Regions from separate parts of the Oncorhynchus mykiss genome. Here region 1 is linked to region 2. The links are chromatin contacts, called in public Hi-C maps. All regions are on one chromosome and are shown on one strand. Each heading gives the region's core, a stretch centred on a gene start, on an enhancer-like site or on the middle of the called end of the contact. The rest is flanking DNA. Distances are from core to core; before and after follow the strand shown.

Region 1 (6,377 bases), core at 2,483-4,982, 42 kb before region 2:
AAAAAGAAGGCTTGATAGATACAATGTATCATGCCTACAGTGGCTATGTAACCATTTGCAGTTTGATACACCCTTGATACAAGTAATACCCTTGATACAATATTTGACACAATGTTATGGATCAGAGAGGCTCGCATACTAAAATAGTTAAATAAACGAATTCAAAATATGATTGACATCTCACTCAACATAAAAACAGCCAACTGTCAACTTGAAAAGTCGCTGATTGCGACATGTCCTACAGGCTAGGGCTGACTGTCTGCTCCGTTTCTGTCCCTCTGCGCGGCGCAGAGCTGGCGGAATGAATGACCTAGAACTGCCCGCCGAAGATTACTCGAAAGCGACAATACTGTCTTGCATTGAAATACACCAACCGAAAAAAGTAGAACCTTATACCGAACGGTCTATAGAGTTGGCAGTAGGATGACAAAGAACTGGAAAGAAAGTAGGGTTGACAAGCAGCGCAAACTCCTCAAACGCGTAAACAAGGTTGGACACAAAAGAAAAGACTGCACTGCAGTTCCTTCGCTCGAAGCCACAGAAAACAAGTGGCTAAAATGACATGAAATTGTCTTGTCACAAATTAATAATCTAAATTCCAAAACGAAAGCACGGGCTTTCCAAAACATGCATTCACTGTCAAAATAATTTCCCCTTTATTTTATTCTTACCTTTTTGCTTAGCCGTTCACACCGAGTGCATATTTTAAATACGTCTGTCACTGTAAATGAATCATTTTCAATGGTTTCTGTTGCTGCAGTTGCGTGCTTCATAATGTGTTCTCGGCGCGATCTTATGTTTTCAGGTATTCAAATATAAAGATCTACTTCGATGGCCGTTTCCTTTCTCGCTTTGTTTCTTGGGGGACTGGTTAATAAAGTGCTCAGTTGTCAGCCGGTGCTGTCCTACAGCAGAATACCGTTCTCTCTCTGCGGATACAGTCCGTAAATAAACGGAGCCTTGGTTGACTGACGTGCGCAAAAGCCAATCCCATGGCGAAAACAACCTCCATTCATCCAATGAGATATAAGGGGACGGAGAGAGGAGGAGTGAAATGTGTAGAGAGGTGAGCGTCTTAACTTGAGTACAGAGCGAGCCCCCACGAAAACATCATCAATCGTCTTTAATTTTGTTCCTTGCTGCTGCCATTTATTGGCAATGGATATCGACAGACCATCACTCTGCAGCGCACAATATGGCGTGAAATGGTCACTTCGACCAACTTGCCTGCTTATTATGGCTTTATTACATGATACATATCATTTTTCACCCCTTCCACCCACAGCTGACCCAGTACTACATGGACGTTTGCAGGCACCTGCTATCTTATGTCATGTACATTGAAAACAACAGAGACAAGAACTGCAAGTCCTTTACTCTGTGTGTTATAAACAGGATGGGGAGCATCACAACTGTAAATATGGCGGCAGATCTTATAATGGCACAGTAAGATACCTGGACAGTACAGGTCAACAAACAGCAAATCAATTCCAGCTTTCCACTTAGACTAGCAGTTCAGATAAAGCAGCCTTAAATCAAATCAAACAGGGCTGTATAGCACCTCAGACAAACCTACCAGGAAGTCTCGATAAAGACAGGAAACGGTTCTCTTTCTGGGTCTATCATAGAGCCTGTCAGTATAGACACCGCCTGGAGCGGATGATGTCACCAGTCACTGGTGTTAGTGTTTTGTACTGTACTCTGAAGTCATTTATGAGTCATTTTATAATGCTGTTTTGTCAGATGGTTGTAGCATGAAAAAGAGCTTTGGTCTAGATATGACTACTCAAAAAAAGGTACTGCAGTGGCATGAAATCTGAGTATCTGACAATTGTATTATAAATTAGTGGTGGTAAATAGCAGCTGCATAATTGTGATAATTGCTTATTACTGCAGCACATCTAGCCAGGTCAAGTGTTCCATGGCAGAGATACCAACAACAACCTCATTAGAAGCACAACGCCACTGGAAGGCTGATCATATTAATATTATCTAATAATACATTCAAGGCAGGGGTGGAAGAACCAAATAAAAACCTGCTAAAACAAGTTATATTAGGAGTGGTGGTGTGAGGGAGCCCAGATTGTTGTTTATCACCAAGCTGATCTGAACCAAGCTCCAATCTAACACTTTGGTTAAGAGCCTGGCTGCCTGGTTGATATGGGCCTGGCTAGATACATAGCACGCCATTTGGCAGACTCATTGTGTGACGATACCACCCCCCCCCCCCCCCCCCCCCCCCAACACTCCTGTTACCCCTAGGGAGGGGCGAGGGTTGGGGTAAACATGCCCTGGGGCTGGAGTCAGCACTCTACAGTTTCCCAGCAGCAGAGCGAGCACAGTGTGTGAGCCCCATGGCTCAGCAAAGTTGCAGAGCAGAAGAGGCCTGGTCAGCGTTCAGCTTACGACATGCCCTTTTCACATAAAAGAGTTAGCCTAGGCTAGGGCCCCGACTGGCCCCCAGCCCCCCGGACAAGGGACAGGGCCAAACACTATTTTCAGGGGCGTACACAGCCCTACCACACCACCACCTACTCGGGGGCTTTACTGTACCCACTCCAGCCAGGGGCGTAGTGGGGGCGGCGGTTACTATAACATCATGATGATTTGTTAGACTGCCGTGGGAGGCTGGTAGAGAGCCTGCAGGGATCCTTCTCAAGCTGGTTCTCACAGTGCAGATAGTGAGCCTCTGAGAAGAAGGGACAGAGGGATTGGACGTGGTCCTCTCTTCACTGAGTCTGAATGAGCAGTCTAACTGACCGGTGTAGAGGGTTTGACATCATTAACTCATTGCTGTGATATCTGGTGGCGTCTAACATTATGTCATAGCAGTTCTCTCAAAACACGCACACACAGGACTCGTGGAGAGCATTGTCACACATTAGTTAATATCCTACTGTTACAACTGACTGGGAATACATTCTAAGCTACAGATAAGACAAACAATGGTAGACATAGAAATATTACATACTTGGGTGTGGTGGCTGGGGTTCGAGAGGAGTAAGTTAGTTAATAGTTTACTAACAGGTCTCTATCACATCCATGCAACTGGTTTGTGATTTTTATAACATTTGATGGACAGGATAAAAGTAATTAAGATTAGAATGGGCCCTGAATAAACAAACAGCAAACATCAGACCAGTCACAAGTTCAAGCTCCGGTTCGAATTCCAAAACATTGATCCCTCTCAACTTGAAATTCAACCAACATGAAAGGACAACTCCATAAGAGAATGTAGAGAGGAATTTCAGTGTCACTCCCTTAACTTTGACAAAAGTAATTAACATGTATAATACATGCAAATATGTAACACATGATATTGTGTGATTTTGTACCTACTCTATAACTATTTATATTTTCATTTTAAGAGAGCCTGTAAAAATAAATTATTCAAAGAGTAGCATTTAAACACTTGGGCAATTAGGAAAAAAGTTTGAAAAAAGTTTAGAAGATGGCAATTGTAAATGCAAACTTTTTAGCTGCTTTTGCCAATAAAAAGAGGATACAAGTCAAAGGAATTAAAAGAGAAAGAGAAAGGAAGCCAAAACTAAAGCTGTACACATTATGTGCCCCAAAAGTGTCTGCAGGGTTTTTAACATGCGATGAAAATACAAGAGAGCGGAGAGACCAAATCACAAAACCGTGGGGAAGTTCAACAAGTGGTAGAAGTCCTCCTAACCAGTTCAAACCTGACCTTTCGCTTAGCAGAGAGGAAGCAAAAAACTCCCTCTCATACAATGACATAAGCCTAGCAACAGGCTTTCCCCAATCACAGGCCAGAACAACATTTACAGGGTCCAATCGTTTCTCTCGCTCTCCCCCTCTTGTTCCTCTGGTTTAAAAAAAAAAAAAAGGTTTTGCTAGAGCTGGGAGAGAGAGTTTGACTAACTTTTCACTCTGCTAACTAAATCTCCCAGCAAGTTTTAAGAGCTGTTTTGAGTGCGAGAATGTATACAAGTCAGTGTTGGTGTGTGCGTGGGGGGAGTAACAGGTAGACCTCTATCCGCAGCTTAACCCAGAGCAGTTTCACAAGAGCAGCCCACATCAACAGTGTACTGTATGCAGCATGCATGCATATTCCTTATGTCACTTTATTTCTCTCTGTCTTTTCATGCCGTTTACAGTTGAGGCTCTCCAGTTGTTGGTAACGTCTGTTTAAACTTAATGGACAGGAGATAAATCAACACAAAATATACATACAAATACACTACAGTTGACTCTTGTTCATTTGCAAAGAGTGAAAAGTAGGTATTTTCCCCTTTCCCCCCTCTTTCACCCTCCCTCTGTCGCTCTCCCACTCTTCAAACAACGCTCTTGGTTCGAGCCAGTCCATTCCATCACTAAGCAGTTAACATAACGGCTAAGACTTGGCATAACACTGCACAGTTAACCCTCACGTCCCCATCCATGTCCACTTTGAAGTTAAGGACAGTTGGAATTTTCTTCATTCACATGTCAAACAATGTCACACGTCACATTGTTCAAAATTGTACCTAAATTGCTTGCTTTTCTTTGTTTCTGCAGCTGCATAGCTATAATTGTATACCTGGAGATGGTGAGCCTTGAGTTATACATGTAACTGCCAAAATAATGGAAACACATGAGTAAATGAGGGATACAAAGCATATTGAAAGCAAGTGCTTCCACACAGGTGTGGTTCTTGAGTTAATTAAGCAATTAACATCCCATCATTACTTACGGTCATGCATAAAAATGCTGGGCAGGCCATTATTTTGGCTACCGTGGCTATGCCCTTATAGTATGGCAATGCCCCCATCCCCACGGCAAGAGTGGTCCCTGAATGGTTTAATGAGCATGAAAACACATGCCATGGCCATCTCAGCCAACAGATCACAACCAAACTGAACACTTTCTGAAGATTCTGGAGCGGCGCCTGAAACAGCGTTTTACACCACCATCAACAAAACACAAAATTATGGAATTTCTTGTGGAAGAATGAAGTTGCATTCCTCCGATAGAGGTAAATACACTTGCCAAGGTGCATTGAAGCGGTTAAGGCACATGGTGGCCCAACACCCTATTAAAACTTCTTAAGGCTAGGGGGCAGTATTCAGAAGTTTGGATGACTGAGGTGCCCAAGTAAACTGCCTGTTACTCAGGCCCAGAAGCTAGGATATGCATGGTAGTATTGGATAAAAAACACAAAAGTTTCTAAAACTGTTAAAATAATGTCTGAGTACAACAGAACTGATTTGGCAGGCGAAACCCAGAGGACAGATTGCAGTTCCTATGACTTCCACTAGATGTCAACAGTCTTTAGAAATAGTTTGATGTTTTTTTTTTCTTCTAAAAATGAAGTATTCATATTCTTTCTAAGTGTCACTCAGGTGGACTCTAGTGTTTTGGTGGGCGTGAATGAGACTGCGCTGCTCGTTTTCCTCCGGTATTGAAAACAGTTTATTACGTCTTAAATTTTATCGATTATTTACATATTAGGGTACCGGAGGTTGGATTAGAAAAGTTGTTTGAAATGTTTGGACCAAGTTTACAGGTAACTTATTAGATCCTTTGTAGGTATGTTGGGTGAGTTGGAACAGGTGTATTTCTGAATTAAACGCGCCAAATAAAACGGAAATGTTTGGGATATAAAGGACTATAAACGACTATTCATTGTGTAACAGACCTTGTGATTGAAAAAAGATGAAGATCTTCAAAGGTAAGCGTTTTATTTTATCGCTATTTCTGACTTTCGTGATGCATCTGCTTGGTTGGAAAATGTTTTTCTTGTTTTTGTATGTGGGGCGCTGTCCTCAGATAATTGCATGGTGTGCTTTCGCCGTAAAGCCTTTTTGAAATCTGACAAAGTGGCTGGATTGACAAGAAGTTAAGCTTTTAAATGATGTAAGACACTTGTATCTTCATGAATGTTTAATATTACAAATTTAGTATTTTTAAATTTCGCACTCTGCAATTGAACGGATGTTGTCAAATCGATCCAGGTAACTGGATTCTAGCCGTAAGTGATCCCTAAGAGGTTTAAGACACTATGTTGGGGGCCTCCCAAGTGGCTCAGTGGTCTGTTTAAGAGCCTGGCTGAACCAAACCAAGCTCCAATCCGGGTCACTACAGACCCGGGTTCGATTCCAGGCTATGTTACAACCGGCCGTGACCGGGAGACCCATAGGGCGGTGCACAATTGGACCAGCGACGTACAGGTGAAGGGAAAGTTTGGCTGGGACGGCTTTACTTGGCTCTTTACGCTCTAGCGACTCCTTGTGGCGGGCCGGGCACCTGCAAGCTGACACTGGTCGTCAGTTGAATGGTGTTTTCTCCAACACATTGGTGCGGCTGGCTTCCGGGTTAAGGTGGGTCATGTTTCGGAGGACGCATGACTCGACCTTCACCTCTCCCGAGCC
Region 2 (6,740 bases), core at 2,357-4,856:
TAAGTGACATAAGGATGGGGGGGGGGGTGTGTTGCATACTGTATGGTGGCTGGTTAAGTGACATAAGGATGGGGGGGGGGGTTGTGTTACATACAGTAAGGTGGCCGGTTAAGTGACATAAGAATACTCAGAGTCACTAAATAGTCCCCTAAACCAGTGGTTCCCAAACTGTGGGGCACACGAGGGGTTGGCAGGAGTCTATTTATAACTTGTTAGAAATGTCCAGATCAACTAGCCAATGTCACCTAACGACTTGTTTGTTTTTTCCCCCATAGATAGTTGTAATGTTTTTGTCACTCAAATGTCACATGAACACATGACATGGCAAAATGTATAGAATTGAAGGAAATGTTCTTTGCACCCCATGACAAAATGTGTAGAATTGAAGGAAATAAGCTTCAACCCTGCTAAATTATCTCCACTAACAAGAGGGTTGTGAGGGTTTGTGTCATGAACAGTGCTTGTGCCCACAGAAATCGACAGGGCACAGGATGTTCCCCAATGTTGGAAGGGGGCCCACAAGTGAAGAAGTTTGGGAATGCCTGCTCTAAACCACAACCACCTTGGGAGAAAACTTCCATTCGCCATCTGCGCCCATTCAACAGACATTTTTAGGCTTACAATGTTGTTTTGATTATGGCTTGAACAGTCGTTTAGATTATATTTAATTGTGATGGTTGCAAAAACACCTACTTTGGACAGATCAGTTATTAGCAAGAATGCTAACGCTCATTGACATAGGCTGGTAGCAAAGCTAGCCAAAGAGCATTTTAAAAGTTTAAGTGATTCTTAAGTATAATGCAGGACATTCATATCAGCCTTACAAACCAATTAGAATGCAAAACGTGTGTGAAATGCACCCATAAACAAATAATGATCGGGGGGGGGGGGGGGGGGGGGGGGATTATCCATACAGTACAGGATATTCTTTTTGACGATATCATATCGACAATGTTATTTTGGTGCTAGTTGGCTGTACCTGCACACCTTCATAGCTTGTTCACCTTAATTAGGAAGCCAATTTGTTTTCTGCACTTTCATTTCCATGACTGAACAAAACGTTCTCATGGCTTCTCTTGTTCCTCTGCAGCAGACATATGGTGAGAAATATGTTTGGAACATCGACTTACAATAAAATCCGTTTCGAATTGCAATACATATAGAATTGAGAATCGCAAAACATATCGTATCGTCACTAAAGTATTGTGATAATATCGTATTGTGATGTCCCTGGAAATTCTCAGCCCTATAAGCAACATGGAAAATGGAGGTGTGTTTTACCCCCACAGTGGGGACATTGTGAATAGCAGCTCAGATTATGAGAGTTATGGTCTCCTGGCTCCACCTTTAGCCTTGGTCACATTGGCAAGAAGTGCTCTGTGAAAAATATGCGCACAGAAACATGCGCACACACACCCTTGACACACCCCTGCATGTGATCCAAAGGGTCTTTAATAGCTATCAATAACACATACCACTCTCTCACACACACACTTGGTAAGTGGTAAACAAGGATGGGTTGACACGGTGCTCTCCACTTTCATAACACTAGTGGCACACATCCCCGCCCTTGAACTGGGTTATGTGAACAACACACACACGACAGAGAACACAAAGGTATGCAATAATATGCACATATGAGCAAGCACATACACAATGATACATAGTGGCAAACCTATTCTGGAGTATAGAGACCAGAACCGCTCAGCTGCCTATGACCCAGGACTAACCAATCCAGTCCCTCTCAGAGCAGTCTGTTCTTAAAGAAAGACGGATGAATTTCCTAGATATTGGAACAAGGCCAAAATCTCCCTATATCTCACTCCGATTTCAAAATAAGACCCGAACAGGCCTTAATCCCACCATCACCCGAGTCTATGAACACCAGCAATAGATAACCAGAAAGCAGGTCCTCTCACAGTCTCTGTTCCCCTCCACAGACCTACTGTACCAGACCCCACCAAACCTTCTAGGCCACTATTCTTAAGATTTATTTAAAAAGTGTATGGAAAATTAAACACTATTATACAGTATCTTGATAAGTATTCAACCGGAGTCAAGACATACTATTATTAGAATCACCTTTGCAATGATTACAGCTGTTAGTCTTATTGGGTAAGAGCTTTGCACACCTGGACTGTACAATATTTTCCCATTATTATGTTCAGAATTCTCCAAGCTCTGTCAAGTTGGTTGTTGATCATTGCTAGACAGCAATTTTTAAGTGGATTCTCAAGCTGACTTAAGTCAAAACTGTAACTAGGCCACTCAGGAACATTCAATGTTGTCTTGGTAAGCAACTCTGGTGTATACTTGGGCTTGAGTTTTAGGTTATTTTCCTGCTGAAAGGTGAATTTGTTTCCCAGTGTCTGTTGGAAAGTGGAGTGAACCAGGTTTTCCTCTAGGATTTTGCCTGTGCGTAGCGCCATTCAGTTCCTTCAATCCTAAAAAAAAAACTCCCTAGTCTTCGCAAAACAGGATACATGTTTAGGAATACTTTTCTTCTATACAGGCTTCTTTATTACACTCTGTCAATTAGGTTAGTATTGTGGAGTAACTAGAATGTTGTTGATCCATCCTTAGTTCTATCACAGCCATTTTCTTTTAGGAAGGAGACCTGAATCTTTATAGTAACTGGGTGTATTGATACACCGTCCATAGTGTTATTAATAACTTTACCATACTCAGTGATTTTCAATGTCTGATTTTTGTTTTACCTCCCTGGTTGAATCTGTTTGAAATTCACTGCTCAACTGAGGGACCTTAAAGATAACTGTGTGTGAGGTACAGAGATCAGGTAGTCATTCAAATATCAAATGAACCACTATTATTGCACACTGAGTGAGTACATGGAACCTATGTGACTTGTTAAGCAACATTTGTACTCATGTATGCTTGCCATAACAAAAGGGTCAAGACTTTTCTTTTGTAATTCATTTGTAAACATTTATAAAAACAAAATTCCACTGTGACATTACGGGGTATGGTGTGTAGATCAATGACACAAAATCTAAATGTAATCCATTTTAAATTCACGTTGTAACAACACAATGTGTGAATACTTTCTGAAGGCACTGTAAGTTGACAGATTGACACTTGAATAGCAGGCGGTGATTCATGTCTGTTGGTTACACAGTTGGGCTTTTCAACCACAAAAACAAGTCAACATCGTTAGCATTATTGCAGCTATGAAGATGTTGCTTTTTCTATCTAAACAAAGATCTACTGTGTGTGTACGGAGTTATTTAAGTCCAAGTTGTTGGCCAACCTTTTTAAAAGGGGAAACAACACGCCCCCAGTTGAGCACAGGGGCCCATAAATACTGCTGACTAAATAAGGTTGGCCTGGTTTCTCTCTCACACACACACACACACACACACATTTCCTAGAAGTTTTTGAAAATGGTTCAATGGATGTTTTCGAGAATCCCATATCCAATCTACACCCCCCCTCCCACACCCTCCTATATCTCACCCCTCCCTTGACTGTTAGTTATGTTTCTTGCAGAACACAAACAGATTCTAGAGGTGTGTCTGCATCTGGCCAATGACAGCCAGATCAGGCTGTGTGTCTGAGCCAATGGGAGCGGCTGAGGGGGAGGAGCGAGCTTGTTGTTTTGCTGCTCTCTCTGTTCTCTCACTGTTTTCTGCAAGTCTTCAGCATGATGGATGGAGAGAATAAAGGAGAGGTCAGAACCTAGTATTAATAGGAACTGGATGCATGCCTGCAGAAGGGAGGAGACTCAGACACACACACACACAAATCCTCTCTTAACACACACAGTGTCCAGAGTTACTGAGTAAGCTGATGTCAGGGTGTGGAGGGCTCATAACAGATGTGTTCAGCACACTGCCATGATGAGGCATCACCAGCTCGACAACCACCTCAGAAAAGGACACTGTACATCCCACATAAAACACCTTAACACACACACAAAAGAACAAACATCCCTCTCTCAGCAGTTACTTCCCTCGTCCCTCTCCGCAGTTGATTTATGTAATAGAAAGTCATTACAGGAAGAGCCCTCAAAATATTTGAGTGTTTCTTGAAACTGACCCCAAATCTGTTCCAAAAAAGTATTCTCATGAGCATAACAAACCTTAATTCCACAGATGTTATTAAATGACAACATAAATTATCCAATATGACAACTAGATTGCTACAGGCGAAACCAAAAAGACTCAGTTGTTCTGTCATGTGTGTGTTTGCATTTGCTGAGAGAACTGACGAGAGGAGAAATATTAGTGAGGAAAGAATGGGTGATGACAGCATGTTTTTCAGATGGCCACCTGTACACAGAAACACACATGCAGTGCATTCGGAAAGTATTCAGACCACTTGACTTTTTCCATTACAGCCTTATTCTAAAATTGATAAAATCAAAATTGTTCCTCAACCTATCATTCTTAAAATAGAAGAAATAGAAGAAGTTCGGAACCACTGAGACTCCTAGAGCTGGACGCCCGGCCAAACTGAGCAAATCAGGGGAGAAGGGCCTTGGTCACCTCACTGACCAAGGACCTAATGGTCACTCTGACAGAGCTCCAGAGTTCCTATGTGGAGATGGGAGAACCATCCAGAAGGACAACCATCTCTGCAGCACTCCACCAAATCATTCCTTTACGTTGGTGGCCAGACGGAAGGCACGCCTCAGTGAATGGCACATGACAGCCCACTTGGAGTTAGCCAAAAGGCACCTAAAGGAAAGGACTCTCAGACCAAGATAAACAAGATTCTTTGGTCTGATGAAACCAAGATGGAACCCTTTGGCCTGAATGCCAAGCGTAATGTCTGGAGGAAACCTGGCACCATCCCTATGGTGAAGCATGGTGGCAACAGCATCATGCTGTGGGGAAGTGGTTCAGAGGCAAGGACTGGGAGACTAGTCAGGATCGTGGGAAAGATGACCAGAGCAAAGTACAGAGAGATCCTTGATGAAAACCTGCTCCAGAGTGTTCAGGGCCTCATACTGGGGCAAAGGTTCACCTTCCAACAGGACAACAACCCTAAGCACACAGCACAGGAGTGGCTTCGGGACAAGCCTCAATGTCCTTGAGTGGCCCAGCCAGAGCCCGGACTTGAACCAGATCTAACATTTCTGGAGGGACCTGAAAATAGCTCTGCAGCGACACTTCTCATCCAACCTGACAGAGCTTGAGAGGATCTGCAGAGAAGAATGAGAGAAACAGGTGTGCCAAGCTTGTTGCGTCATACCCAAGAAGACTCAAGGCTGTAATCGTTGCCAAGAAAGTACTGAGTAAAGGGTCTGTATTCGTACGTAAAATGTTATATTTCAGTTTATTAAAAAACGATTTGATCCATTTTAGAGTAAGGCTGTAACGTAACAAAATGTGGAAAAGGTCAGTGTCCGAATACACTGTACGCAGTACTGAAGCTGGTTAGCTTTATAAATCTAATAGATCTAACTTGCGTCATAGGATACCCCTCTGGTTTCATAAGGGGTTCAGTTCCGTGTGTGTTGACTGCAACAACAACTGAGAAACACAGACAAGGTGTGGCACGCTGCCAACAAATGATAGATTAGAGTAGGAAAAGTTGTTTTTCCTTCTCTCTATAGGTCTCAGCCTGCCCTGGCCGAGCTATCCTCAGAAACTATTTTCCTCCCTCTCCTTTCATCTCCTTTTCTGTGCCTCTCCCGAGATCTTTCTGCCCAACTAGATTTTTTATTTCCCTCCCTCTACTCGGTTATATCCTCTCAACTTTTCATTCCACTTCCTCTTTTGCCGTCTGTATCTCACTTGCCCCTCTCCCTCTGCTTTCCTCTCATCGGCCTCCATGCTCCTCCTTCTCCTCTCCATGTGCCATCATTACACGACAAACAGCATTGTTTCCAAACATTTTCAGCCTAATGTAAACTTTGTCCTCCGAGATCTGAAATGGAATTTTGAACCCGGCCTAGTTCTGATGCTCTGTTGTGAACACCAGTTACATAAGCCCGCAGTAAGCCTTCACACCCACTATAAAGCTCTTACAAAGCTCCACTGTTCACCACCTCAGCATTAGAACCAGCACCACCTAATCAATCCATGATGACGTGGGTTGGATGCAGTCTCTCTCATCTTCTTTGAGGATGGATGCCCATCATATTCCATTCCTGAACTTGTCATCAATTGTAGGATATAGGGCTGATCCATACAAACTGTAGACTATCCATGGGGAAACTCACTACACTAGTCTGTACTTTCAAGCGCTTGATGTAACATCGATCATGATCAGTGGTGGTGTCACAAATTCTACACATGTCCACCACCTCTACCAGCTCAGCTAAAATCCAGGCCATCTGTGGACAAATATAAGGACAAACTGAAGGGATTTCTCTAGTGTGGCAAGAGGTCATGGTTAGGATAGGACAAAGAGGGTTTGGTTTAAGATGAAACCCTGTTTAACCACCAGCTAAGACTTTAAAACCTATGTGTATTCACACAATGTTCTCTAGATAACTACCGGCCTCACTCTCCCAGACAAAAATGATAAGACATGCTATCCTGATGACTGTGCAGTAACAGTATGTACTGTAGCTAAGAGTAGGTCAGTCGTCGTGCCGACAGTGGTGTGAGGTAATCTGTGCATTACTTGAGTGGTTGACTGGTGGAACCGGGGGCGTGTCGTGTTGTGAGGGACCCGGGACTCAAACACAGAGTGAGAAAGAACATGATGAACAGGACGTTATGTTACCTCAGTAATGGCTGTCCGGTTCATCATCATCATCATCAGTTAGA

Evidence for each region. Hi-C and Micro-C count contacts between places; a contact is called where the count stands out from the background.
Region 1: a contact with region 2 is called in a Hi-C map of liver, with 4 times the contacts expected there. The contact joins two enhancer-like sites. A contact is called at or near these places in 3 of 3 Hi-C or Micro-C datasets (blood and liver).

What each region holds. Positions count from the first base shown.
Region 1 is chr4:26,744,101-26,750,477 of USDA_OmykA_1.1, reverse strand. The region is part of intron 2 of sesn1 (sestrin-1); the gene reads right to left. Among protein-coding and RNA genes, the nearest start is that of LOC110522364, 10 kb to the left of the region's middle. Within about 2 kb of position 3,732, at least 7 of the 11 cell types and tissues checked have an H3K27ac peak or open chromatin away from gene starts, as enhancers often do. A contact at or near this core is called in liver, where this site is marked.
Region 2 is chr4:26,701,312-26,708,051 of USDA_OmykA_1.1, reverse strand. The region is part of intron 2 of sesn1 (sestrin-1); the gene reads right to left. Among protein-coding and RNA genes, the nearest start is that of sesn1, 19 kb to the right of the region's middle. Within about 2 kb of position 3,606, at least 8 of the 11 cell types and tissues checked have an H3K27ac peak or open chromatin away from gene starts, as enhancers often do. A contact at or near this core is called in liver, where this site is marked.